Regions from separate parts of the Mus musculus genome. Here regions 1, 3 and 4 are each linked to region 2. The links are chromatin contacts, called in public HiChIP or PLAC-seq and promoter capture Hi-C maps. All regions are on one chromosome and are shown on one strand. The core of a region is the stretch at or near the end of the contact, and the rest is flanking DNA. Distances in the headings are between cores, read along the strand shown. Region 1 overlaps Ubap2 (ubiquitin-associated protein 2). Region 2 overlaps Nfx1 (nuclear transcription factor, X-box binding 1). Region 3 overlaps Gm34213 (a long non-coding RNA gene). Region 4 overlaps B4galt1 (UDP-Gal:betaGlcNAc beta 1,4- galactosyltransferase, polypeptide 1).

What was found. HiChIP or PLAC-seq counts read pairs in DNA pulled down with a chosen protein or histone mark. Capture Hi-C pulls out chosen DNA fragments and counts their contacts.
Region 1: a contact with region 2 is called in a promoter capture Hi-C map of adipose tissue. The contact joins two enhancer-like sites. A contact is called at or near these places in 12 of 39 promoter capture datasets (the C10 cell line, the HPC-7 cell line, cranial neural crest and 8 more), 1 of 15 datasets of contacts at CTCF or cohesin (large pre-B cells), 4 of 484 Hi-C or Micro-C datasets (bone marrow-derived macrophages, embryonic stem cells and hematopoietic stem cells), 7 of 115 datasets of contacts at active chromatin or transcription factors (cardiomyocytes, embryonic stem cells and microglia) and 5 of 9 other capture datasets (adipose tissue, embryonic stem cells, embryonic trunk and 2 more).
Region 3: a contact with region 2 is called in an HNF4G HiChIP or PLAC-seq map of pancreatic cancer cells. The contact joins two enhancer-like sites. A contact is called at or near these places in 19 of 39 promoter capture datasets (the 3T3-L1 cell line, 3T3-L1-derived adipocytes, the C10 cell line and 12 more), 3 of 15 datasets of contacts at CTCF or cohesin (embryonic stem cells, large pre-B cells and pro-B cells), 27 of 484 Hi-C or Micro-C datasets (the G1E-ER4 cell line, the HL-1 cell line, the HPC-7 cell line and 12 more), 13 of 115 datasets of contacts at active chromatin or transcription factors (the HPC-7 cell line, bone marrow-derived macrophages, cardiomyocytes and 6 more) and 2 of 9 other capture datasets (adipose tissue and embryonic stem cells).
Region 4: an HNF4G HiChIP or PLAC-seq map of pancreatic cancer cells shows a contact between it and region 2. The contact joins two enhancer-like sites. A contact is called at or near these places in 1 of 484 Hi-C or Micro-C datasets (nephron progenitors), 1 of 115 datasets of contacts at active chromatin or transcription factors (pancreatic cancer cells) and 3 of 9 other capture datasets (adipose tissue, liver and pancreatic islet).

Annotation. Positions count from the first base shown.
Region 1 is chr4:41,194,769-41,201,133 of GRCm38.p6, forward strand. It overlaps Ubap2 (ubiquitin-associated protein 2), which reads right to left. Exons shown (of 29, transcript NM_026872.1): 20 at 4,948-5,134; 21 at 4,726-4,817; 22 at 4,450-4,497; 23 at 1,962-2,040; 24 at 1,560-1,765; 25 at 1,176-1,275; 26 at 978-1,085; 27 at 840-904; 28 at 566-757; 29 at 1-478. The coding sequence ends at 383. Among named protein-coding and RNA genes, the nearest start is that of Gm22888, 5.2 kb to the right of the region's middle. Within about 2 kb of position 2,258, at least 50 of the 459 cell types and tissues checked have an H3K27ac peak or open chromatin away from gene starts, as enhancers often do. A contact at or near this core is called in adipose tissue, where this site is marked.
Region 2 is chr4:41,022,067-41,027,855 of GRCm38.p6, forward strand. Nfx1 (nuclear transcription factor, X-box binding 1) reads left to right here. Exons shown (of 24, transcript NM_023739.3): 21 at 194-260; 22 at 1,548-1,693; 23 at 2,408-2,512; 24 at 2,735-3,926. The coding sequence ends at 2,807. Among named protein-coding and RNA genes, the nearest start is that of Aqp7, 23 kb to the right of the region's middle. Within about 2 kb of position 4,500, at least 79 of the 459 cell types and tissues checked have an H3K27ac peak or open chromatin away from gene starts, as enhancers often do. A contact at or near this core is called in the G1E-ER4 cell line, the HL-1 cell line, adipose tissue and 3 more, where this site is marked.
Region 3 is chr4:40,775,544-40,781,790 of GRCm38.p6, forward strand. Gm34213 (a long non-coding RNA gene) reads left to right here. Exons shown (of 3, transcript XR_390479.3): 3 at 985-1,233. It also overlaps the pseudogene Psenen-ps. Among named protein-coding and RNA genes, the nearest start is that of Gm34213, 5.7 kb to the left of the region's middle. Within about 2 kb of position 1,543, at least 65 of the 459 cell types and tissues checked have an H3K27ac peak or open chromatin away from gene starts, as enhancers often do. A contact at or near this core is called in the G1E-ER4 cell line, the HL-1 cell line, bone marrow-derived macrophages and 2 more, where this site is marked.
Region 4 is chr4:40,835,336-40,841,782 of GRCm38.p6, forward strand. All of the region lies in intron 1 of B4galt1 (UDP-Gal:betaGlcNAc beta 1,4- galactosyltransferase, polypeptide 1), which reads right to left. Among named protein-coding and RNA genes, the nearest start is that of Mir5123, 12 kb to the right of the region's middle. Within about 2 kb of position 2,521, at least 123 of the 459 cell types and tissues checked have an H3K27ac peak or open chromatin away from gene starts, as enhancers often do. A contact at or near this core is called in adipose tissue and pancreatic cancer cells, where this site is marked.

The DNA.
Region 1 (6,365 bases), core at 1,008-3,507, 170 kb after region 2:
AGTCGTGATTCTTCATTGGTACTGACCTGGCCCCAAACCACCAGTCCTTCAGTGGCACACCCAGCAGCCCACTGAGCTGGGGCCACATGGAAGATCTGAAGGCAGAGGGGTCGGAGTGGGGCCTACTTGGCTATGGTAAGGGTGTCTGGACTGGGAGCACACACTTGTGTGCTACCCGTGACCACAGCCCAGCTCCTCCAGGCTTGTATCACATTTACAAGTACATACATAAATACATTACACACAGCAGAGGGTCTGGGAGGCAGGCTTCCCACAGGGCTCAGCTGACAGTTGTCTCAGGATCCCAGCAAGGGCACGGGGCTCCAGGAAGGTGCTCCATGTGTTCCCTCCTGCCCAGAGCCCACCCCCTCCTTTTCAGGGTCTAGTTTGTCCAGTATGGAGCGCTGCCGTAGGTGGGTTTGGAGGCTTGAGACTTGGGCTGAAGGGAGCTGGGCTGGCTGCGCTGACCAGAGCCGCTCTGAGGAGGAAGAGGAGAAAAGGCTATAAAGGCTGGAACAGAACCCCAGGCCCCACGTGGGGAGGCTGCCTCCATCACTGCGCTCACCGGGGCATCCTGCTGTAGGTGGTGGTGCAACAGCTGGGAGTGGGGCTGCTGGTGGGCCGGCATGATGTGCAGGAACGGGGCAGGCGCGTAGCCGGGGGCCGCTGCAGGGGCCAGGGGCCCGGTGGAGCCCAAGGCAGACGGCAGGCTGAATGGTGGAGGAGTCCCGGCATGAAATCCCTGCTTGTCAAAAGTCTGTAGGATAAAGATGGCAATGCCGTCAGGTTGAACTGCACTCTTCGCCCATCTAACTGTGCCCACCTTTGTGCGACCTCACCTGTGTCTTGTTGTAGACGGAACCAGTCATATCAGGTAAGCCAGTGCCTGAAGATACTGACACTCCTAGGAAAAAAAACAGCTGTCACACAGGAGACTACTACTCCAGGTTCCAGTCCCGGAGAGGAGCTGACATTACCTTTGCCAGGCCCAGAACCAGTCGACTTGTTTGGTGCCTGAGATGATCCACCATAGCCACCCTTGGTGTAGTCTCCTGCTGCCGTCCCCTGGGTCAAATCGTCATAACCTAGGATGACAGGGCACAAGAGGCATGTGTGGGCTAAGCAGGTCTCTCTGAGCATGTGCCGCTCAGTACTGGGAGTGATGCAGTCCTTACCTGTGCTGTAAGCGTGCTGCCCATAGCCACTGGCCTGCTGGAAAGGGGTCGGGGGAGTGCTGAGGGCCACACCGTGCTGCTTCGCTGAGGTTGGAGGGACCTGATTGGACAAACAGGCGAGGTTTGAGTGTAAGAATAATGCAAAGAGGAGATCAGCCTTGGCTTGAGCGTCAGGCAAAAATAAGTCAGAACGCAGAGAACCACTAGTTTCCTAAGTGCAATCCATGATGAATCTAAAGGAGCTGGGAAATACAATCTGACCCCTGAACCAAGGCTGGCTGCAACTCAATGGGCTCGTGGCTGCATCATCTGCTGCTGATAGATGCTGGAAAACATCCCCAAAGTTTCAACTTTTGAAGAACCCATAGCCCAGGAAATACTCACAAACATAGTAGGCCCATACTGGAAGGCACTGGGCACGCCTGTGTAGTAGGGGAGGCCGGTATAGCTGTAGCCAGGTGGCAGACCAGGATTCAAAAAGGGCTGCTGGGCCGTGTGGTGGGTCTGAGACTGGCTCTGCTGGGCCTGAGCTGGGGTCGTTGGAGGTGCAGGGGATGCAGAGTCTCCTCGGCCAAACTTTGTGACGTCACCTAGAAGAACAACGACCCTTGTATTACCAGGGGAAAGGCCAGGCTAGCTGTTACAAACAGGAATAGCTCATACTGCCAGCTCAAGTACTCACACCTTCAAAGACTGCCTCAGCCCGCCTCATCCACCTTCTGGCCTCCTGTGGCTAGACAGGACAGCCCATCACCTCCCCAACTCTTGCCCGCTGAGCCAACTAACCTGAATATGGATTATTAGCTAGATTCCCATCTCGGCTGGCAAGGGCTGTGGGTGCTGCAAAGGGAATTCCATAGTAATCCTAGGAAAGACCAAGGAGACTCACTGAGCAATGGTCTCACCCCATCCCCAGAGAGCAGATCCAGGTGGCAGAACATGTATGCACACTCTGGGTGATGCCACACTCCCAGAACAGGCAGCTGTCCAGAGAGCTGCATGTATGACAGTACCCTGGGTGTGTGCAGCTCAGAACCTCTGCTTTAGCTGACAGCATGTGGGCAGATTGCCAAACCCTAATGCCTGAACCAGACACAATCAATCTCACAACTCTTTTCACAGCACATACGGAGACTTGGTAAATGCTACAGGCCAAACCAACTGTACTGGTCCTTACTGAGTGAGAGACTAAAGGAACAGCCATGGGAATGGTAAAAGAGGCCAAGCCTAAGAGACTTAAAGAGGGGCAGAAAGCAATGCTAGGCAGGCATAAGACCATGGGTCTAGCTTCTGCCAACTCCTTTAGCTACAGCAACAGAGCTAAATGGCAGGGGAGAATGGCAGGTACAACAGTGCAAACACAGGCCACCAAAGCTGCACTCTGGAGGAAGAAACTCTGCCCTGGCCCTCACCACCCAGGGCCCTGGGCCGTCTGAGCTGAGTCACGCTAGTCAAGAACACATAGCTGGGAATGGCTCTCACATTCCTTAGGCTGCAGGTCTAGGCAAACTCCAAGAAAACATGGAATCCTCAGCCAGAATTCTAAGAGGCAAAAAGAACTAGCCAAATGACAAGGAACTTGCAGGGACTAGCTGGAGACAAAGGAGACTAGTAGGAAGGAGGCCCACAAGGGAGCACCTTCACAGACAAGGAAATCCAAAGGCAGCAGTTTAGCCCCAAAGAAAGGCTAAACACGACCCAAGAAAAAATGTAAAGCTTGTTTCCACTGCGGACTCTCTAAAGATGTCCTCTAAGATATAACTTTTAAAACAGAAAAGGGAGAGGCTGGAGAAATGGCTCAGTGGTTAAAAAAGCTGGGTGCTCTTCCAGTAACCTATGTGGCGGCTTACAACTGTGACACTTCAGCTGCAGGGATACGATGGCTTCTGTCCTGTGGTTAGGCACACAATGGTGCATCTGCAGAAATCCTAGCCCAACTTGTATACCCAGAAAATCCAAGGAAAAGGAGACTCATGGTATGGGTGGAGAGGCAAGAAAAGCCCCTAAGGACAGATGCAGCTGTGAGTGTCACTTCAGGCTATCTTGGATGCTACCCAGGGGTCCTTCTACATCCTGTTAGACTCAACAGACCCTCAGCCAGCCTCTCCCTCAGACAGGACTCCACTCGATCAAGTGGAGGCGCTACCTGCAGCGGCTCACTCTGGGCGGCCTGGCAGAAGACAAGGAACCCAGCAACAGGAGTGGGTGTAGGCAAGAAGTAGGCACGACAGCAAGCACAGGCAGCCCGTGCCCGGGCAGTCACATCCTCTGAGAACATCAAAGACCACATTCTGTGTCTGTGACTGACAGATTCCCTACAAAGTATAAGGCTGAGACTGTCTACCTAGAGGGCACTCTTGCTTGTGTGGAGATGGCCTGCCCCTGCTTCCTTGCTTCTCATCTCACGGTGGCTTTCCCACAGTATCCATTACTTTATTCCTAGGCCCAGGGTCAGAGGACAGACAACCCTGGACGAGGTGAAGTAGTAGCAGCACTTGGGCCAGCATTCTTGTAAGTAAGGGCGAAGGCTAGACCCAGATGATACTTTATAAAGTCAGCCAGGGTACGCTGCTCCTCCTCCTAGGGCAGAACAGCAATGCTCTCCTCGTGAATGCAGCCCTGTGCCCAAGCATGAGAGGAAGACAGTATGACATTTCCAGGCACAACTCACAAGTCTTAGATTGTATGATAAGTTTGTTCTCAGAATGTAGCCTAGTCTAGTCTTTTTTTTTTTTACCCGCCCTGGTTTTTCGAGACAGGGTTTCTCTGTATACCCCTGGCTGTCCTGGAACTCACTTTGTAGACCAGGTTGGCCTCGAACTCAGAAATCCGCCTGCCTCTGCCTCCCTAGTGCTGGGATTAAAGGTGTGCATCACCGGCTTCTAGGCTAGTCTTGAACTCAAGCTTAGTCTCTCAAATGCCAGGATTACAGGAACATATCTCCATGTTCAGCTGTTTTTAGTATTTGGTTGTTTTTGTTGTTGTATTGTTTTGTTTTTAATGGAGCAGGAAAATAAGATAATACATTTGGTACGAGCTATGCATGTCTTACAGTGAATGCTCAGGGTTCCAGAGTCCCTCATTCCCCAGGGATGAGCAATGACCTTTATCTGCCAAGACAATGGTCAAACAAAGCATAGCACCACTAGACACAGCGTCTCATAGTGGTTTGGGGGAGATCCATAGCTGAGGATTCTGAAGGCCAAGCATAGTGGCTGTCAAGCAAGTCGAGAGCCTCTACTGCCGAGGTCCTCACTAAGCATCTGTCACTCACCATTGGCAGCCGTGACTGCAGCATCTGGAGCTCATCATAACCGTAAATCTGCAAGAGAATCGGTGGGTACATTAGGGACCACAGACACAGACACAGAGGGAGCCAAAACAGACACACTCAAGAATGGGACTTGGGTCAGATGTTTTAGAAGGAGAAGGATACATCAGATATGAGATAGAGACAGGGACAGACTGCTCGCAGCCCTGGCCTAACCCACCACCTCTCTTACCAGGAGGGCCTGCCAGGTGCCAGCACCTCAGCCTCAGTCCTACTCACCGGGTAAGCAGGAAGCAGTCCTCCAGGGCCCACGAGGTACTGATTGTGTAGCAGGGGAGGCACCCCTTGAGGCAGGTTTGGGGGTGCTTTGCCTAAAAAGAGAAAAACCCAAACACAATGGATCACCCATTTCTCAATGAGGTTCGTGGTCTGCTCAGGGGTCGAGGCACAGGTCTGGAAGTTCACTTATTGAGGAGGTTTTAAGAGGCTTGGGGTGTATACCTGAGGTCACCAAGGCCGTGGCCCTGGTGCTGCTGCTAGGGACGCTCACAGTGGTCCCCCCCAGGCACAGGCTGCTCACAGTGCTCATGCTCCCAGGCAGGACAACCCCTGAGGACGGGGCACTTGGAGCAGAGGTCGCCGCTGCTGAGAAGGCGGCGGAGGATGCGGTGCTCTCCACGCTGGCATGCTGGCAAAACAAAAGCCAAGGCGTGTGGGGTAGAACAGTCAGAACGAAGGGCCTATGGCTGAACAGACAGGCCGGCAGTGGCCAAGGCCAGTATTTGGTGACTCTAGTAAGCTGAGGGAGCTACTCTTAGGGATCACTGTAACACTTAGTAGCAAGGCCAGATCCAGCCATCAGGACAGTGACACTTTCTCAGACAATCCAACCAAGCAAGCAACCTATAAGGGTACTTATTGCTCTTCTAGAGGGGAAGAGCACAGCCCCTACCCCAGTACCACAGAAGAACGAACTGCAGGCATAACTAGTCTCATGGAAAGGGCAGGCATCTCTCCAAGGATGGGAAGGCAACAAAGACAAGATATTGAAAATCCCTGCCAGGCAGTGGTGGTGCACACCTTTAATCCCAGCACTTGGGAGGCAGAGGCAGGTGGATTTCTGAGTTTGAGGCCAGCCTGGTCTATAGAGTGAGTTCCAGGACAGCCAGGCCTACACAGAGAAACCCTGTCTCAAAAAAAAAAAAAAAAATCCCTATACAATGCTGTCTGAGATATATATATGAAGACAAAGAAACTATTCATGAGGTGCTGGAAAGATGGCTCAGTGGTACGACTCTTACAGACAATCTACAGAGAAGTTTTATTTCAAACATCCACATCAGAAGGCTCACAAACAACTATAATTCCATCATCTCAGGGGGATCCAATACCCCTATTCCACCATCTCCAGGGGATCCAATACCCCTTGGTAGACTCTATGGGTACCTACAATCTCACACAGACACAAGTAGATGCATGCATAGAAATAAAAAGGGTGCTGTAGAGATGGTGCAGTGATTAAAACCACAGGCTGCTCTTGCTGACCTAGGTTTGGTCCGGAGCATATACTTGGTGTTTCACAACTCTCTGTAGATTTAAATCCAGGGACTCTGATACACCCTTCCTGACCTCTGTGGGTGACAGGCACATACATGGTGCACATACAAACGTGGGCAAACACTCATTTACATTTAAAAAATATGCATAGGCATTTACATGTTTGGAAGAAATAAATGAAGGGCATTCCCTGGCTCATGCTCCCTCCTCAAAGCGTCCTGGTCTGGACTTCCTGACTTTCTAAAAACTTCTTCCCGAAAATTGTTAATCTCTAAGCATGGGAAGATAGCATGAAGGATGATTAAAGTGGGCATCCAATCACTACCACTAGCAAAGCCCCCATGACATTAATACAATAGGGT
Region 2 (5,789 bases), core at 3,250-5,749:
CGAGCCACCACTCACCTGTGTCACAGTCACGAGGTCCTTATCTAGGGCAGTGACAGCTCCTGGTCTGGCAACTCCTCTCTTCTGCACTTTATCTGCAGTGTTGTCCTCTCTGTACTGTGTGGGCAGAAGGGGGAGGAAGAGGTTCCCAGAAGAGCAAGAACAGGCCGAGTTAACCACTGCCTTCTCGTTTCAGGAAAGACTTAAAGTTTGTCAGCGACGTTGAGAAGGAAATGGAAACGCTCGTGGAGGCCGTGAATAAGGTTGGAGTGCACACACCCAACTGGGCATTTCTCTGAGACCAGCTGGACTTAGAGAAAATATTAATAAATACATTTCAGAAACAGTTAGCCTAGAGGGTTGTAGGAGAAGGTTGCATATTTTCAGTACCAAGCCATTATCATTCGTGGAAACTTGGATTGCTTCCATCATAATAAAAAAGATGTCTACAATTAAAATGAGTGTATATTAAGAATAACCCTCAGTTGGACATGCACTCAGGAGGCAAAGGTAGGCAGATCTTTGTGAGTTCAAGGTCAGCCTGGTCTACAGAGTGAGTTCCAGGACAGCCAGGACTAAGCAGAGAAATCCTGTCTCATGGGGAACTGGGGCAGGGTCAACAGTAATAACTGAATGATTTCAAGTTTGAAAACATGCAAGCCCCCCCCCCACCAGAATGACTGAAATGTTGCCTGTGAGGGAGCACACTCTTATTTTCTCAGAGTTGGGACACAATTCCTTGTGGGGAGACTAAAGATGAAGATCGGGGGGACAGACTGCCAGGGATATCAGCATGAGCTATGTATGGAGAAATGATATAGTGACCTGGGCATAGTGATGAACACTGTTTATCCCATCACTTAGGAGACAGACAGGTAGAGTTCTGTGAGTTGGAGGACAGCCTGATCTACATAGCAAGTTCCAGGATAACCTGGGCTGCACAGTAAGATTCTCAATATAATAATAATAATAATAATAATAATAATAATAATAATAATAATAATAATAAGAAGAAGAAGAAGAAGAAGAAGAAGAAGAAGAAGAAGAAGAAGAAGAAGAAGAAGAAGCCAGTACAGCTTTGGCTCCGTGTCCAGCCACTGGGTTGAGGTTTAAGTGGCTCTCAGGGCTGTATCTACCGATGGTTACCTTCCCACTCTTTCCCTCGCCTACTACGCCTCCCTCAGCTCCACCACCTTCTCCTGTTTGTAACCCTGTCCATCTGCCTGTGCATTATAAGTTTGGAGTGTGTCAGATCCCAGGCTCACACTCAGTGAACCTCTGAAATTCAGTCACAGGCTCACGAGATGACTCCACAAGGCTGACAACTTTAGTTTCATCCCAGGAACCCACAGCGAAAGGATAGAACCAACCGCTAACACCATCATCTGACGCGCACAGTGCGCAGTAATAATGACACAGACGCAAACAGGAAAGCATAAGTAAAAGTCAGCCGTCCTCAGACAGCTGCGTTCTTGTGGTGTGAGGAGGAGTCCTGAGCTTGTTCTGATCCCAGGGCATGGAAATGATCAGTCTTCTCTCCTTCCAACCAGGGCAAGAATAACAAGAAAAGCCACTGCTTCCCCCCCATGAACAGAGACCACCGCCGAATCATCCATGACCTGGCCCAGGTTTATGGCCTGGAGAGCATAAGCTATGACAGCGAACCAAAGCGCAATGTCGTGGTCACTGCCGTCAGGTGGGTTGATCTTGCTGTCACAGGGAGGGCTAGCTCTTCAGCAGGACAGGCAAGACACTGGGAGTCACTGTGTGCTTTTATTATTTCCTCTCCTCCTGGAGGAACGGAAGGGAAATCTATACTTCTGTGGAATAGCCTTTTTACCATTACCTAAAGATCCAAGCAGAGAGCAGAGCGCACACCTCTGCGCAGGGCAGGTGCACCCTAGTACCCAAGTCTCACAAAGGCCCCGATCCACGGCAGACGATGGAGTTGTCCCTCTGCAGGCGGAGCAGAATGCCTGCTCCTCTGTGCTCCTGCACCTGTCTCCTGCTTCTCCCGCTGACCTCCCTGGCTCTAATCATGGCATGGTGGAGACAGAAAAAATGGTGGACTCTGTCTGACTCCATGTTGTCATCAGAGAAAATGGAGGTGGCGGTATGAGGAAGGGCCTGGAAGGACCTAGAATCACCATCAGAACCTGAGGGTGTTGGGAGAACTTCTCAGTGAAAAATAGTGAAGGGTGGCGTTGGAGGAGGTGGGCTGCAGGGGGCGAGGCGGGGGGTAGACAAACAAAGTGGGATGCAGGTTGGCCACACTTGAGACAGGTGGTAGTGGGTGTGCTTGGCGGCAGTAGCGGCGATGGCAGCATTGCCCGAGCAAATGCCGGGTTTCTGGCTCTGCTGTTTCTGCTCAGGATTCTCTCATCTTAGCACTCTGCTTTACTCCCCACAGAGGGAAGTCTGTTTGTCCTCCTACCACGCTGACCAGTGTGATTGAAAGGGAGACACAGACACGGCCGCCACCACCAATTCCTCATCACCGACACCAGGCAGACAAGTAAGGATTCTTAGCTGCTTTCTCATTGAGCTTGTGCCGGCAGAGGAGCTGGGGTAAACTGCTGGGCTTCAGCTGCCATCGCTGGCCTCCTGGGGCTTGTCTTACGGCATGGTGTCCAGTACACATTGACGGGGCATCAGACACACTTGAAGCCTTAATTCCCTGAAGACCCAGGTTTATCTCCCTGTAGAGAAAGGCTCATCGTCTTTGCTTTCCTTGCAGGGCTCCCGGGAGCAGTACTTTACAGAAGATAGTGAAGGAGGCCGTGATTGACTACTTTGATGTCCAGGATTGAGAAGATAGATAGATTTATATAAAAGAATGATTCTGTGTATTGGAGGAGACTCATTTGCCAGCAGATAAATCATGCTCGTTCCTCCTGCCTGGCAGAACCCCAGCACACGTGCTGTCTTGTCCTGATACAGCCAAAGCATGAGTGTGTCAGAACCCCCTGTCTGGGCCTGTCCACAGACCTCTGGCTGTGTGGCCACTGGATTTTTAATCATGTGTTTGAAGAGGCTCCTCACATATCACTGTGATTACTAAGAGATTGGGGGAGTATCAGCTTTTATTTGGATAAATCAGAATTTTTATCCCAAACTGACTTTGTGGCACCTAGCCATAGTCTGGTTGTCCCATTTGTTCTGGTGGGCCTCACCTTCCTCATGAGGAAAGACGTGAAGCCCTGACCATTGGTAAAACTATGTCTGCAATCGTGTGTCTTAAACCTACCCATCTTATCCAAAAGCTCCCGGATGTCTCTAGACTGGTTAGGTTGCTTTATAGAGTTCCGTTTTCTCAAATCCCTGGCATTCTTTCAGCATGTCACCAAGCCTACCCCGGGACAGTTTAACTGTCTCTCATAATGGTAAGAACTTGGGACCAGCTCTCTCGCCATGTTCACAATGTGGGTCTATGACCATGTCCACTGTAGCCCTAAGTCCTCTGTGGTTGGTAGAGACTCTCGCATAGACAGCGGTACTGGGTTGCTTTTTTCCTAGGCTTTCAGCAGCCATGCTGACTCTCTCTGCATCTGAGCTCTGAACCACTGTTCAAATATTCAAAGTATGTGGACAGTCCAGAGTTTACGCCAAGCATCCTACTGTAGGCCTTCTTCAGTCTCCACTGTGCCCATCTGTGTGGCCCCTCTTCTCCATAGGCTGGACTTATCTTTGTTGTTGTCTTTTGGTTTTGGTTTGTTTTTTCAAGATAGGGTTTCTCTGTGTAGCCCTAGCTGCCCTGGAGCTCGCTCCTGTAGACCAGGCTAGCCTCAAACTCAGAGAGATCCACCAGCCTATGCCTCCTGAGTGCTGGGATTAAAGGCATGCGCCACTACCACCTGGCTTCTTTTTGCTTTAAAATAAACTTTGAGCCTCCCAAAACTTGAAATCATTAAACAAGGCACTTAATTTTTACTTGTATTTTGTTTATTGAGACAGGATCTCGCTAAGTTGCTTAAGCCGTTCAGATCTTAAACCCTCGACAGTCCTTCCTCAGCCTAAGTGCTGGCATTGCAGGCTCTCACCAAACCCAGCTGAGAGACACGGAAGGCTAAAGGAAAAACCAGTCTCCATGGAAATTACGGGGACATGGCAGCAGGGACAGGTGACAGGAGACAAGTGATGGGAAGAGCAGAGTCAGTCTCTTGGGCCTGTTCAGTACAGGGTCTGTGGCCTCACACAGAACAGGAAGTCAACAGCTGTCGTCCAGGGTCTGAGAGGGTGATTTGTGCATGCAAGAAAGGGAACTCTGACTTCTGAGCTGAGGATCAGAGCCCAGGGAATTCTAGCACCGCCAATTGGTAGAGTGGGGCCTTCCTGCTTGGCCTGGGATGTGAGGGTTACAGGAGTCACAACCTGGGCATCAGAGATGCAGCGTCTGTGAGCACAACACTCAGGTCTGGGAAGAGTGTGTCTTTTGTCTACACTAGTCGTGGATACAATGACATCTGGTGAGAGACAAAGGAGAGCTAGTGCTGAGGCCTGAGGCTGATAGACGGCGACTAGCTTCTGAGTCATGAGGCCATAGGCAAAAGCAGGCAGCAAGGCTGTATCAGCAGAGATGACTCAGCAGATAAGAGCACTGGCTGCTCTTCTAGGGGACCCAGGGTTCAATCTCCAACACACAGATGACAGCTCACAACTGTCTGTAACTCCTGTTGCAGGGCATCTGATACTCTCATACAGCAAAATAAAATAATAAAATGTATTAATTTAAATTTTATTAAAATTTTAAAATGTAACATTTTTTTAAAAAGTTCTGCCTTCCCAAGCCATCGTAAAATTAAAAAGAGAAAGGTCTGAATGTCATCATAGACTTGTCCCCCTGACCTCAGGCAGAAGTGTGTGGGGGAGAACGCGAAGGCTGCTTTGAGGCAAGAAGCCCAGGAGGCTACAGAAGTAGCTCAGCTGAGATGGTGGGGCTGCCTCTAAGGCAGAAATTCGGGTCAGGGAAGTAGGATCATAAGCCAAGGCTCACCAGGAAGCTTGTTTCTCTCTTGTCCCCAAGAGGAGCCCAGGCCCCATTGAAGGCTTCTCATGGGTCTTCTTCACTAGTCTATGGGTCGGAGAGTTCCAGAGACTGAGTTCTTAGTAATTTCACTGTCCAGCATGGCTGGCTCCTTTCAACCTTAGGGCCGTCCAAGTGAACAGAGAGATGCTTTGTGTACAGCTGAAGAGAAGCCTCCCTGCTGGCAGGTCTGTGAGAGACAGCTCTGGGTCCTGCCTGACCGTATTGAGGATCCCTTCCCATACGGCTAGACTTCTGAATTCCTGACTGAAAGGGAAACTCAACTCCTCTTCTAAAAGAGACATGACCAGACCAGGCCAGCACCTCGGTCTTCACTGACCTAACCTTAGTCGCCCACACCCAAGAGAAAGTTCTCACACAGCACATGGCCTCTGCATACATCTTCTGTACCATCGCTCATGGCATTTTAGAACCCAGGGTTCCACAGGAATTCTGGAAGCCACTCTGGTCCCTCAGCTTACAAGCTTGAAAGAAACAGTCATTGGGATAACACTGTGTGACCCCAATCAGGGATCAGGGCTGGTGAGGGTCAGGAAGAAGGTACGTCTTCAAAGAGTGAGCTGGGGCCCTAGCTTCCATGAGTAGAACTCACTTGGAATTCCTTTCCTATGGTCCAGGAAGCCTGTAGCTTGTTCTTCTGGCGAATAGACTTAGGAGATGTGGGGGCCGAGAGCCCAACTGAACACCAAGGTGACCAGGTTCCTCTGACCCAGACACTTTGCCTACAGTGGGTATCGGGTTCAGCATC
Region 3 (6,247 bases), core at 293-2,792, 250 kb before region 2:
GGATACCCGCTCCAAGTTCATAGTTGCGCTGGAGCCCGGTGGTCCTAAGGGTCTGCAGAGCAAGACCCAAATGACAGGCGCAAGATCACGAGCAACCACGCCCCAGTGCGGTTTATCCCTTCTGCCTGGATTCCTTTGCGGGAGATTTGCGGGAGATGCCGCAGTTTTCAGTGGAGTTTGTTGTCGATTTTGTTTTTCTTCTCCTGCCCAGCCCCCCCACCCCCTCCGCTCCCCAGTGCCTATTCTTGGAGTTTGGTCCCTTCTATCTCTTTCTGCTAGTCCTATTTGTACCCTCTGATTACCTTCCTCCCATCGTCTGCCTTCCAGGAGGCTCTTGCTTCCGAAGGAACCTAACCAGTCACTATGCACCACTGCTTGCCTGTGAGCTGCAGCACTGAGAGCGGCTGAACTGGGAATTCCAGGGTGTGCTGTTAGGAGCTCTCATCATTCCTGAGAGTCAGGTGGTGGGGGTGCAGGCCTTTAATCCCAGTGCTCAGGAGTCAGAGGCAGGCAGGTCTCTGGGAGTTTGAGGCCAACCTGGTCTTGTGCTGTGAGTTCTAGGATAGCCAGGGCAACTGTCTGAAAAATTAAAAATGAAATAAGTTTTCTGAGGATCAAATGAATTATTATTACATGTAAAACATGTTAACCATATCTGGCACATCTAGCACTGAAAAAGAATGTGCCATAGTTATCATTTAAAGCTGTGGAGATAGCTCAGCACTTACAAGCACCCGTGGCTCTTCCAGAGGACCCAGGTGTGATTGCCAGCTCCCACATAGCAACTCGCAACCATCTGTAACCATCAGGCCTCAGGAGATCTGATGCCTCCGACCTCCTGGGCACCTACATTCATATCCACATGTCTAAGGGTTTTTGGTGCTATGAAGAGACACCATGACCATGGCAAACCTTATAAAGGAAAATATTTAATTGGGGCTGGCTTACAGGTTCGGAAGTTTAGTGTATTATTTGTCATAGCAGGAAGCATGCCAGCATGTGGACAGACATGGTGCTGGAGAGGTAGCTGAGAGTTCTACATCTGGATTAGCAGGCAGCAGCAAGAGACTGTGAGTCATGAGCCCAGCTTGAGCTTCTGAACCCTCAAAGCCCATCCCCCCGGGCACACTTCCTCCAACAAGACCACGCCTCCTAATCTTTTCAAATAAAGTCACACTCCCTATGAACATGTGAGAGCCATTTTCATTCAATTAACACACACCTGTACGTGGTTTTAAGACATAATTGTTTTCAATTTTTAAGATGCTGTCAAAGTCTTCCTGCAGTTTCTATTTCTTCTTCTTTTTTTTTGTTCGTTTGTTTGTTTTACGAGACAGGGTTTCTCTGTGTAGCCCTGACTGTCCTGGAACTCACTCTGTAGACCAGGCTGGCCTCGAACTCAGAAATCCACCTGCCTCTGCCTCCCAAGTGCTGGGATTAAAGGCATGTGCCACCACTGCCCGGCCTCAGTTTCTATTTCTTAACACAAAGAGGAAATGAGCACTGTAGGTTCAAACGAGGTCTAAACTGGTCAGTCTGGAGTAAGGGAACACTGTCCTTGTTAACAATCCCAGCTCTCACCAATGAGCTTGCACGCTGTTCCTGTGTCTGCAGGTGGTGGCTGGTTGGTCATCCCATGACCTTCTCCCTTGTCTTAGCCCCCCCTCCCCCAAAACACAATGTGTGGCCCACTGGCCCACTCAGCCTCTGTGATACTAAAGCCACATGAAAAGGTTCTTGCCACAGGCTGGGACTGGAATGTGAGGGTTGTTACCCCACCACTGACTTGCTGGCATTTGTGGCTTCCTGAGGCTTCCCTCTGCTATCCTTTGATCTGGGATCTGAACAAACAAAACCAGGGCACCCGAGCACAGCAGCTTCCTGTACTTTCTCTACAGGGATTTCCCAGAGCTGTCTTTTAAATGGCATCTTTGGCCCTCCTTTCCCAAATTATTTTCTTACAATCTCAAGGAGCTCTGGGGCACAAAATTAGTTCTCAGTCTACACATTTCAGATTTCTCCTTTTCCTTTGGCTAGATGAGGGGAGATTCTGCCCTCATTCCCACTATCCTGCCCAAAGTCTCCGTTTCTCCAATTGCCATGGTAGGTTTGGGGAAGTCCTCTGGCAAGCTCATTGTCAGCAGCAGTGGGGAGACACATAGTCCACGCCTATTGAGTTCTTCTGCAGCCTCAACTCAAATGAAACTGGGTTGGTTTTTTATGTGTTTTGTAAAGACTAGGATGTGTTTTGTAGAGTCAGGGATATGTTTTGTAGAGCGAGGAATGGTGCGGTGGGAGAGGATACCTCAGCAGGCCCATGGGTCTAGTATAGAATAGAGATTATTTGGGGACATGGGAAGGGGAGTTGAGAAGGGAGTAGAGGCAGAGAGAGGGAGGAGACAGAGAAGGAGAGGAGACAAAGGAGAGGGAGAAGGGGAGAGGGAGGGAGGGGGAAGAGAGAAGGTGTGGGAGGTAAGAGAGAAAAGAGAGTCAGAGAATCAGAGGGAGTGAAGGGAAGCCAAACTGTCCCTTTTATAGTGAGTCAGGCCTACCTGGCTGTTGCTAGGTAACTGTTGGGCAGAGCGTAGAAGGAATGCCAACAGTTTTGGTTGAGTTTTATTTTGTTGGATTGTTTTTGTTTGTTGGGTGGTTTGGTTTTTTACCGTAGAGATTTTCAGAATGAGTCAGTATGAAGCAAAGTTGGATTTATTAAAAAGAGATAAAAAATTAGGACAGTATGGACTTAAATCTGAAGTACAGGCAGAAAAAGAGATGGGGAGGGGGCTTGAGTCTCTCAAGCATAGCTAATACATGTGTCTTGTGGCTTTTTCCTTTATTGGAAACACCATCGTGTGTATCTCAGGCTGGACTCAAAATGCTATGGAACCACAGATAATGTTAAACTCCTCATCCCCCAGCCTCACCCTCCTCCTGAGTGCCGGAACTACAGAGAAGCTCTCCCACCCCGGGGCAGGCAGTGCTTGGGACTGAACCCAGACTGCATGCTAGGCAAGCCCTCTGGCAACTGAGCTGGATCCCCGGTCCAGTCTTGTAGCGTTTCAAGTTACATTTTTCTTTTTTTTTTTTTTTCTTTTCTTTTTAAAAAAGATTTATTTATTTATTTAATGTATATGAGTACACTGTAGCTGTACTAATGGTTCTGAGCCATCATGTGGTTGGGAATTTGAATTCAGGACCTCTGCTCACTCCGGTCAGCCCCACTCACTCTGGCCCAAAGATTTATTTATTATTATACATAAGTACACGGTAGCTGTCTTGAGACACACCAGAAGAGGGCGCCAGATCTCATTAGAGACCAGTCGCGCTCTTACCTGCTGAGCCATCGTTCCAGCCCCAAGTTACATTTTTCAAAGGATGTAATTTATAAGCAGGTTCAAAGATTAGGTAAAGCTTAAAATTTTAAGTGCCAAAGTGATGGCTCAGCTGGCAAAGATGCTTGCCACTTTCCTGACAATACTACTTCTATGCTTTGGGCTCACATGATGGAAGAAGGGAGGCTCCAGAGAGTTGCTCTCTGACCTCTGTGAGTACATGCACACACACACACACACACACACACACACACACACACACAAATACAAATTTCAGAAAATATTGAATTGCTGGGTGGGGGTGGGGGTGCATGCCTTTAATCCCAGCGCTCAGGAAGGCAGAGGCAGGAGGATGTCTGAAAGTCAGAGGCCAGCCTGGTCTACAGCATGAGTTGCAGGACAGCCAGAGCTACACAGAAACCCTGTCTTAAAAAATCAAAAAGAAGAGGAAAGAGAAAGGGGGCTAGGGGTGAGGTCGAGGAAGAGGAAGATGAAGAGGGAAGAAGGAAGAAGAAAAGGAGAAGGAGGAAGAGGAGGAGAAAATGTTTAAACACATTTTCTTATTTTTATTTTTTATTTTTTGTTTTTTTGAGACAGGGTTTCTCTGTGTAGCCCGGGCTGTCCTGGAACTCACTTTGTAGACCAGGCTGGCCTCAAACTCAGAAATCTGCCTGCCTCTGCCTCCCAAGTGCTGGGATTAAAGGCATGAGCCACCACGCCCGGTTTAGATACATTTTAAAATGTGCTAAGAGGAGAGAGCTGAGGAGGTGATGCTAATGATAAAATCTGACCATGCACTTACTCGTGGCATCTGCAGCCCATTTAGACCTCTCATCTATAAGACAAACTTGAAACAGAGTGTCTTGCCTGCTGTGCACAAGGAGCTGTATCGCCTATTACAGAATCAGTCTGCATGAGCTCCTGCTAGGTCCAATGAGCCAGCCGAAGACAAAGACATTAAAAGAGAAATTTGACACAGTCTCTGGATGACACCAGTACCCTGGCTTACCATGCTTCCAAAGCTTTGTGGCTACATAAAAATTAAAAAAAAAAAAAAAAAAAAAGTATGAGCCAAATAGAGCACGGTAGTCCGAGGTTATAATGCCAGAATTTGAGAGGTTGAGATTGAAGGATTACAGCAAGTTCAAGGCTAGCCTGAGACACTCTCTCTAAAAAACCAAACACTGGGGCTGGAGATGGCTCTGCTGCTATCTCAGGAGTTTCATTCCCAGCACTCACATGGTGGCTCACAACCAACTGGAACTATAGTCAGAGGATCCAAAGTCCTCGCCCAGTCTCCATGGGCACCATTCACAAACATGGTGCACAGACATACATGCAGCCAAAACACTCATACGTGGAAAATAAAAGTAAATAAATCTTTTTGTTTGCTTGTTTGTTTGGGTTTTGTTTTGTTTTGACACAGGATCTCACTATGTAGTTGTGGCTGTCTTGGAACTCACTACGTAGACCATGTTGGCCTTTAACTCAAAGAAATCTGACTGCCTCTGGCTCACTCACACGTGCTGGAATTAAAGGCATGCACCATTATGTCCAGCATAAAGAAATCTTTTTTTTTAATTTATTTTTTTATTGTCTATAAGTACACTGAGCTGTCTTCAGACACTCCAGAAGAGGGAGTCAGATCTCATTACAGATGGTTGTGAGCCACCATGTGGTTGCTGGGATTTGAACTTCGGACCTTCGGAAGAGCAGTCGGGTGCTCTTACCCACTGAGCCATCTCACCAGCCCCAAGAAGTCTTTTAAAACAAAAAAAAAAAAAAAAAAAAAAAAGAAAAGAAAAGAAAAGAAAGGAAAAGAAAGAGCTGGTTCGATTGTTTTTCTTATCCTGAAGACTTCCCTTTGCAGAGGGAATTGTAAGTTGACTTCTGCATTGTTCTGGCTTAGGGATACCAGAAGAATATCATCTGTAAACCCACAGGCCCCAGGTACCTGGCCCTAAGCAAACAGTTCATTTGTTGTTCTTAGACTTTTAGATACATCAAGAAAATGAGCATTGTCTCCATGAAGTCGAGCTCTCCTGACTGTCTCTTGAATTGAAGTTCTCGGCTTTCTACCGGCTTTCTACCGAGGAGCCCACACAAGGCCGTAGGGTAAAGGGCATCTTTCCCTTGTCAGTGTCCTCCTTAAATACCCCTCCATTTTAAATTCTGCCTCATCACAATTAACCCTTTCATGGAAACCACATTTCACCAGATATTTCTTTTCCCACTGTATGGCTCAGGGACAGACGATGACTTAAAGCAACCTGACTAGATTTTCTTTAGTGGTTATTAAATGACACATGACAGTAGAGACTGAAGAGATGGCACCACAGTCTAGAATCTAGCCTTGGATGTGAAGAAAGACAAAAAAAAACGGAATAGCAAGGGTGCAGCGGCTCCAAGCAGATTTAGAGGTGGGAAGGGCAGGAAATGGAGGAAGTTCACACCCTTTAACCTCAAGGCTCTATCTGTGAGGTGGTCCAGAGCAGCAGCTGGGGGATGGGCAGGATGTTGTGGCTTGGTAAAGGGAGTTGCTGTAAATAAGGAAGAAAAAGCAGCTTGCATTACCTCGAGGAATCCCAGCAGTGGCTACAGGTTTTAGGCAGTTGAGACATTAAGGGAGCCCAGCAGGGACCTGTTGGGCTGTAACTTGGTAGAAGTCTCAGTGAGGTGGAAGACGATGAGAGTCAGGGTTTGAAAGAACTGACATGTAGTCACTCTAAAACATTGGAATCTGAGACTAAGGTGGTACCTTAATCCTGACAGGAGTTGAGCCTGAGCAGAGCATCTAAAATGAAGGGAAACGTTAACTGGAGAAAGTCATGGAAATGAGGGGCAATTCCGCACAAGTGTAAAAATACAGAAACCAGCACATGGGGGATTCGCAGACAGAATTCAGAGACATGCAG
Region 4 (6,447 bases), core at 1,271-3,770, 190 kb before region 2:
GAATGTCTATAGCCCGATTAGTCAGTCACCTTGGTGTTCATCTTTGTGGAGGAATTCCAAGAATGAATTTCTACTTCATTTGGTGCCATCCTAAGCAGAGATTTAACCTCCTTTTCCCCTTAGCCCGGATTTGTATAACGTGTACCTGCCCTTAGCTGTCAACCCCAGAGAGAAGGCCCCCTAGAAACCCCATGGTAGCTGGGGAGATGGCTCGGTGGATAAAACATTGACTGCACAAGCATGAGGCCTTCAGTTCAAATTCTCAAACCCCACACATAGCTGGGGCTGGAGCACACATCTCTAACCCCAGTGTCTTGTACAAGGATGCTCTGCACAGTGACATCTGGGCAAGCAGTGTGAGAAGCAGTCTGCATATTCGCCATTAAGGAAAAGACAGCAGGGGAACCCAGAGTAGGTACGGAGTGTCTCTGCGCAGTCAGAATCAACAGGCTAAGCGCACACATGGTAACAGAGATGGACCCTAGAAGCCAAAGTGAATCCATCCCTGGCAGCTAATTCTAGTTTTCCACATATATTCTCTCCTGAACAGAACTAAGGCTCACTGAAATGGCTGGTGCCAGGGCAGAGTCAAGGAAAGAGCAGCCTCCTGGAATACCTCACTCCTTCCAGAAAAAAGTTGCTCCAAGAATGACAGACGATATCAAAAGGATGCAAGAGTGAGCCAGTGGGAGAAAATCCCACGGTAAACCTGGGATGGCAAGCTTCGGAATAAAGTAAAAACCAAGAATCAACAGTCTGGCATGTTGGTCAGGTTTAGGAATATATGTGCACATACATACATATGTATATAATGACAGTTAATGAAAAAAAAAAAGACCATGAATTGAAAGAGAGCAGGGGAGCACATGGGGTGAGTTTGGAGGCAGGAAAGGGAAGGGTTTCTCCCTTTCATTGAAATTATACTTTAATTATAATATAATTGATGTAATTATATTATAATTAAAAATAATTTTAAAAAGAATTCATATTCTGCAATGATCTGTAAATCAAAGAGTAGAGAAAAAGAGAGAATTGATGGGGGGGGGGGAAATCTTTTAAGTAACAAATACAAAGAAATCATCCACCACAGTAACTGATTCAGGGATAAATAAATACCTACAGATGTTAAAAAACAAATCCAGTGGAGAAAAGTGGGAGGAATCACGGAATAGTTGCATAAGCCTAGGCTGAGGGAGTAGCCCGGGAGGAACACAAGTATAAGGCTAGCCTGAACTAGACAGTGAGACCCCGGCCAAGCAAAATATACAAAAAGAATAGTCATGAACTAACAGCAAACCTGAGGAAACTTCTACAAAGTAACTGGCTTGTAGTCTTCAGCAAGGTTCCGTCAAAATACAAAGGAAGTCTGAGATATTGTGTCAAATGGAAAGGCTGAATATAATACATGATTTCTGGTTTTCTTTTTACCGCAGTATTGGCACAACAGACAAATCTTCCTAAGGAGCTCGTCATGGTGGTGACAGGACAAGGGAACTGAGGAGCATGAATTCTAGACCAGCCAAGACCATACAGCAGAGACCTGGTCTCCAAACACATGTACACACACATCTCTCTGTCTGTCTGTCTGTCTGTCTGTGTCTGTGTCTGTCTGTCTGTCTCTCACAAACACACACACACACACACACACACACACACACACACACACACACCTTCTCCAGCTGTCTTACCTATCATGTGTAAGGCTCTGGGATGCAGGAAGACTCCAGGCCTGCACAATGATCTCTAAGACAGTGGCCCGAGTGAACTTTCTCTACTCTGGCTTTTGACTCTTCTGGTCCCTGAGTAAACTCTGACTTTCTATGTAGGGCTGTTTGCATCTTCAGATTTTTTTTTTTTTGAGACAGGTTTCTCTGTGTATCCCTGTACTATACAGGGCTTGAACTTGCTCTGTAGACCAGGCTGGCCTCAAACTCACAGAGATCCCCACCTGCCTCTACCTCCCAAGTGCTGGGATCAAAGTTGTGCACTCAGCCACAGCCACAGAACTCCAAAGCACTTGCTGTCAGTTTTACTCTTCCCGCTCTTCCGGTAAAACAGCAACTTAGCATTCTGGCATATACGTATGGAAAGTTGTGCTGCTAAATCAGTCAGTCCTTTTATCAGTTCTGAAACTCTGATGCAGTTTCCTGACCTACAATGCTACTTACGTGTACTCTCACCCTCCTCCTAGGACCAAACATTAGACTGTAGAAAGTCTAATAGGCCATCTGGGCAATCAGCCAACTGTGCATTCCAAGCAATACTAAGCTATCAGAACCATTATAAATGCAGCTATCTCTAATTTCCCCCAAAGGGTGGGGATAATTATAAACACACAGACTTTCACCACAGTGCCTGGCACTTAGAGATATTCAGTGCTAATTTTCCTTTCTTCCCAGACTCCCTAGAACGACAGAACTTATAGGGGAAGGCAGTTCTGTTGACGTAAATATAAAACCTCACAGCTGAACTTTGATCCACTGGCTAACGGGGTGGATTGGCAGAGTCTGGTACTTCCGAGGGCCCAATGGATATGACAGAAGGAAACCGCAGCACATTGGCAGCCATTCTGCCCTCCATCCAACACCAGTAACAAGCACTAAAATGTTGGGGAGCCAATTCAGGAGTGATGGAGCCCTTCCCGATTCTGAAAATAACCTAAAGTCACAGTTGAAAGATGACAAACCAGAATGCCTGTGTAGCTAAAGATGGCAGAGATAAAATTAAAAGATGAGTGAGTCTTTCTATATAAACAGAAAGTCAGGTCCAGGTGGCTTCCCCAGAGAAGTCTACCAGATGCTAAAAGGGTTGGACGAACTGACACCAAGTCTTTCAAAACCACAAGAGGTGGGGATATTCTCCGCCTCGTCCTCTGAGGCATTATTATCCTCATACAAAACCAGACAAAGGTGTCACAAGGAAAGAAAACTACAGACAAATCTCTCATAATTAAAAAAGCTAAGACAACATACTATCAAACTCAAGCAAGCAAAAAATAAGCACACTAAATACAATAACCAAGTAATATTTATCCTGGGCATACAAGGTTGCCTTAATGGCCAAAAGTCATTCGACATGAAAAGTGCACTACATCAATAGAATGGACCAAAAAGGAAAAACAAAAAAGTAAAAACAGAAACAAAACGAATAAAGCCACATGATTAACAAGCACTGTCAAAACCCTCAGCCTTTCAATGACAAAAGCACCAGACTGGGAATGGAGGGGGATTCACCACTCTTTTTTGACCTTTTTTTTTTTTTTTTTTTTTGGTGTTTTTGAGACAGGGTTTCTCTGTGTAGTCCTGGCTGTCCTGGAACTCACTTTGTAGACCAGGCTGGCCTCGAACTCAGAAATCCGCCTGCCTCTGCCTCCCAAGTGCTGGGATTAAAGGCGTGCGCCACCACGCCCGGCTCTTTTTTGACCTTTTAACATTTGTTTTAGGGTGTGTGTGGGGAGGTGGGTGTGTGTATGTGGTGTGTGTGTGTGTGTGTGTGTGTGTGTGCGCGCGCGCGCGCGCGAGAGAGAGAGAGAGAGAGAGAGAGAGAGAGAGAGAGAGAGAGAGAGACGTGCCACAGTACACACGTAGAGGTCAGAGGACAACTTGAGAAGGTCAGTTCTCTCCTTCCATACTCAGGTCATCAGGTTGTCAGACTTGTGGCAAACACCTTTACCTGCTAAGCCATCTTGCCAGCCCCCTAGCGCAATTCTTTGTTTTTGTTTGTTGCTTGTTTGTTTGAGCCGGGGTCTCACTATGAAGACTCCCAGCTATCTGTCTGTCTCTGCCTCTTCTGCGCTGGGATTAAAGGTATGAGCCACGGAAACCTGGCCTCCCAGCACAGTTTTTAACTGTGGAGACCTGAGTCTTTCCCCGCTCGGCAAGAACAAAGGGATATCCTCTTCCACCATACCTACTCAGGATTATAACAGAGGCTCTAGTCAGGACACTTAAGCAAGAAAATGAGCCTCTGTGGGAGTTAATGAACTTTCCCCACGCCTGGCATGTAGGGAATGGTCGGCATATATGACGTCATGCATGCTTGACGCAGGTGTGGTCGAAGTCCAGGGCTCTCTATTCAGAATGGCTCCTACCGAGTAGGTTTTCACACCGACCCACTTATCAACTGATCTGTAGCTTCTGCCTTCCTGTTTAGGCAGCGGGTTTGCCACATGAGTCTAAGCAGATGTGTCTGCCCAAAGCAACCATGGGTAGCTATGATCGCAGCCCGGCGCCGTCAGACATTTACATGGAGTGGAGTGTGTGTGTGTGTGTGTAAGAGAGAGGGAGGGAGAGAGGAAAAGAATCTTTCTCCCAGGTGAGAGTCTGTAAATGGCAGCACTGTGTGAGGGCAGGGCAGCTGTGAGTTTCTTCAGCTAAGACTCAATCTGGTTCTCAGGGCCCACTGACAACTCTGCCCGCTTTACAAGGTGACATTAGTAAGCACTCCAGAATCTTACAGTGAAGCCTCTTAGCTAACCATGGCTACACTGGCAACGTCAGGCAGGAAGATAGTCCAATGAGCATTCAAGCAAACCCTTCATTTTATCTCACGATAAACGAAGACTTAGAGATTACAGTACATTGGCAAGAGAGCGGACTTCTGAACTGGGCATTCTGGATTTCAACTCCAGCCCCCACGTACAACATTCCAGATGTACAGCCTAACTGATGGGACTTATATTTATCCTCCTTTTTTGTTTGTTTGTTTGTTTCAAGATAGGGTTTCTCTGTAGAATTCTCCATTTTAATTTTTTTCTTATTTTCTAAGATTTATTTGATGTGTATGAATGTTTTACCTGTAAGTACGCATGTGCACTATGTGTGTGTACCTGGTGCCCCAAGAAGTTAGAAGAGGGCATCGGATCTCCTGCATCTGTAGTTTCCAGATGGTTCTGAACCACCATGTGGGGGCTGGGAATCAAACCATGGTCCTCTGCAAGAGGAGCAAGTGCTTTTACTGCTGAGCCATCTCTCCAACCCAATTTTAAATTATAACAACACACCTTCTCACCGCTCCACAAGACATCCCACACTCCCTTCTGGCTTATTCCCAAAACATTCAACTGGTGTGCTCTGAATACTGACAAACTGGGTCCACCTAGAGATGACTGCATTGACAGCTACAAATACCTGGCACACCTAACACATGGGGGAAGCACACATTCCAGGGATGTCTCCAGTGTGGATTCCACAAAGTGAAGCCCTTCTTCTCATGGCCTGGAGTAGGTCTGTACACTGGCCAGGAGATGACAACTCTGCGATTTCCACTTCCCTAAGCTTTGGTCACAGTTTCACATCTCTCTATTTAGAAGTGACTTTACTGTGCCAGCCTAAGGAACTCAGTGCACACTTCCTGTGCCCAAGGAACAGTTTTGATTATATGCCTCGTGCCACTGAGTCCTCTTGTCAACACTCTAAGATGTGATCCCATTTCACATAGGTAAAATCAACTCTGTCCTGATTCAATGAACCCAGAGTGCCCTATTAAGTCAGAAGGGAACTGCAAATTTAGTAGAAGATACAGGGAGAGGCTAGAAGAGAAAAACAGCGTCCCTTTTGAGAGTGGCCTCATCTCCTGGATCTATAAACTTGGGGTCATTAGAAATCACTTTACCATTTATGCAATTAGGCATGTTTTATTAGTTTCCCCAAAAGATCTCTCCTGACACGCATCAGCTACTGAATTCATATTCTCATATGATATACTCTGATGGTAGTAAGCCAAGTAAAAGGCAGGTGCAAGGAAAATACTAGCCCTTTATATCTGCGGACTTTAGGCAACTGCATCAACTTATTTTTAATCCAATATAATTTCAGTGTTCTTTGACTTGGGCACTGTTATTAGGTTCTGTACACCTGAGCTGTCATATGGGAATTGTCCATTTAGGTTAAATGACTAGGAATTCAGACTAATCTATCGGAAGCTATTAACAACAGTATCTATGGGTGGCTGCATGCAGGTGTGTTACCAGCAGCCAACTCACAAAGGCTTAATCAATATTATTTTAAAGTCGGGCTTGGATAGCCAACATGTGATCCTCTTCTGTAGAGTTGGCTTTACATATAGGAAGGAGGAAAGGTCATTCTTAATTTATATAAACCATTTCTACTTATGGAGTATAAAGAATCAACAGACTCCTTTTCAGAATACCTGGGCAGGAACAGCCTAGAGGGAATTACTGTGAGGAACAACATGTCTCACTCACTTGGGAAATCACACACACAAAGAGGGGAGGGAAGGAGAGAGAAGAAAAGAGGATGGGAGGGAGGGAGGGAGGAAAAAAAGAGAAGGAGGGAGGGAGGAAGGGAAGAACGGAGGGAGGGAAAGAGAGAGAGGGAGGGAGGGAGGGAGGGAGGGAGAGACTGGAGATGTTCACATGAGGCTCAAGATAGGTTCAACATTCTCTTTAGCTCCACATTCTTCAGAAGCCAGGGATTTCAAATTTAG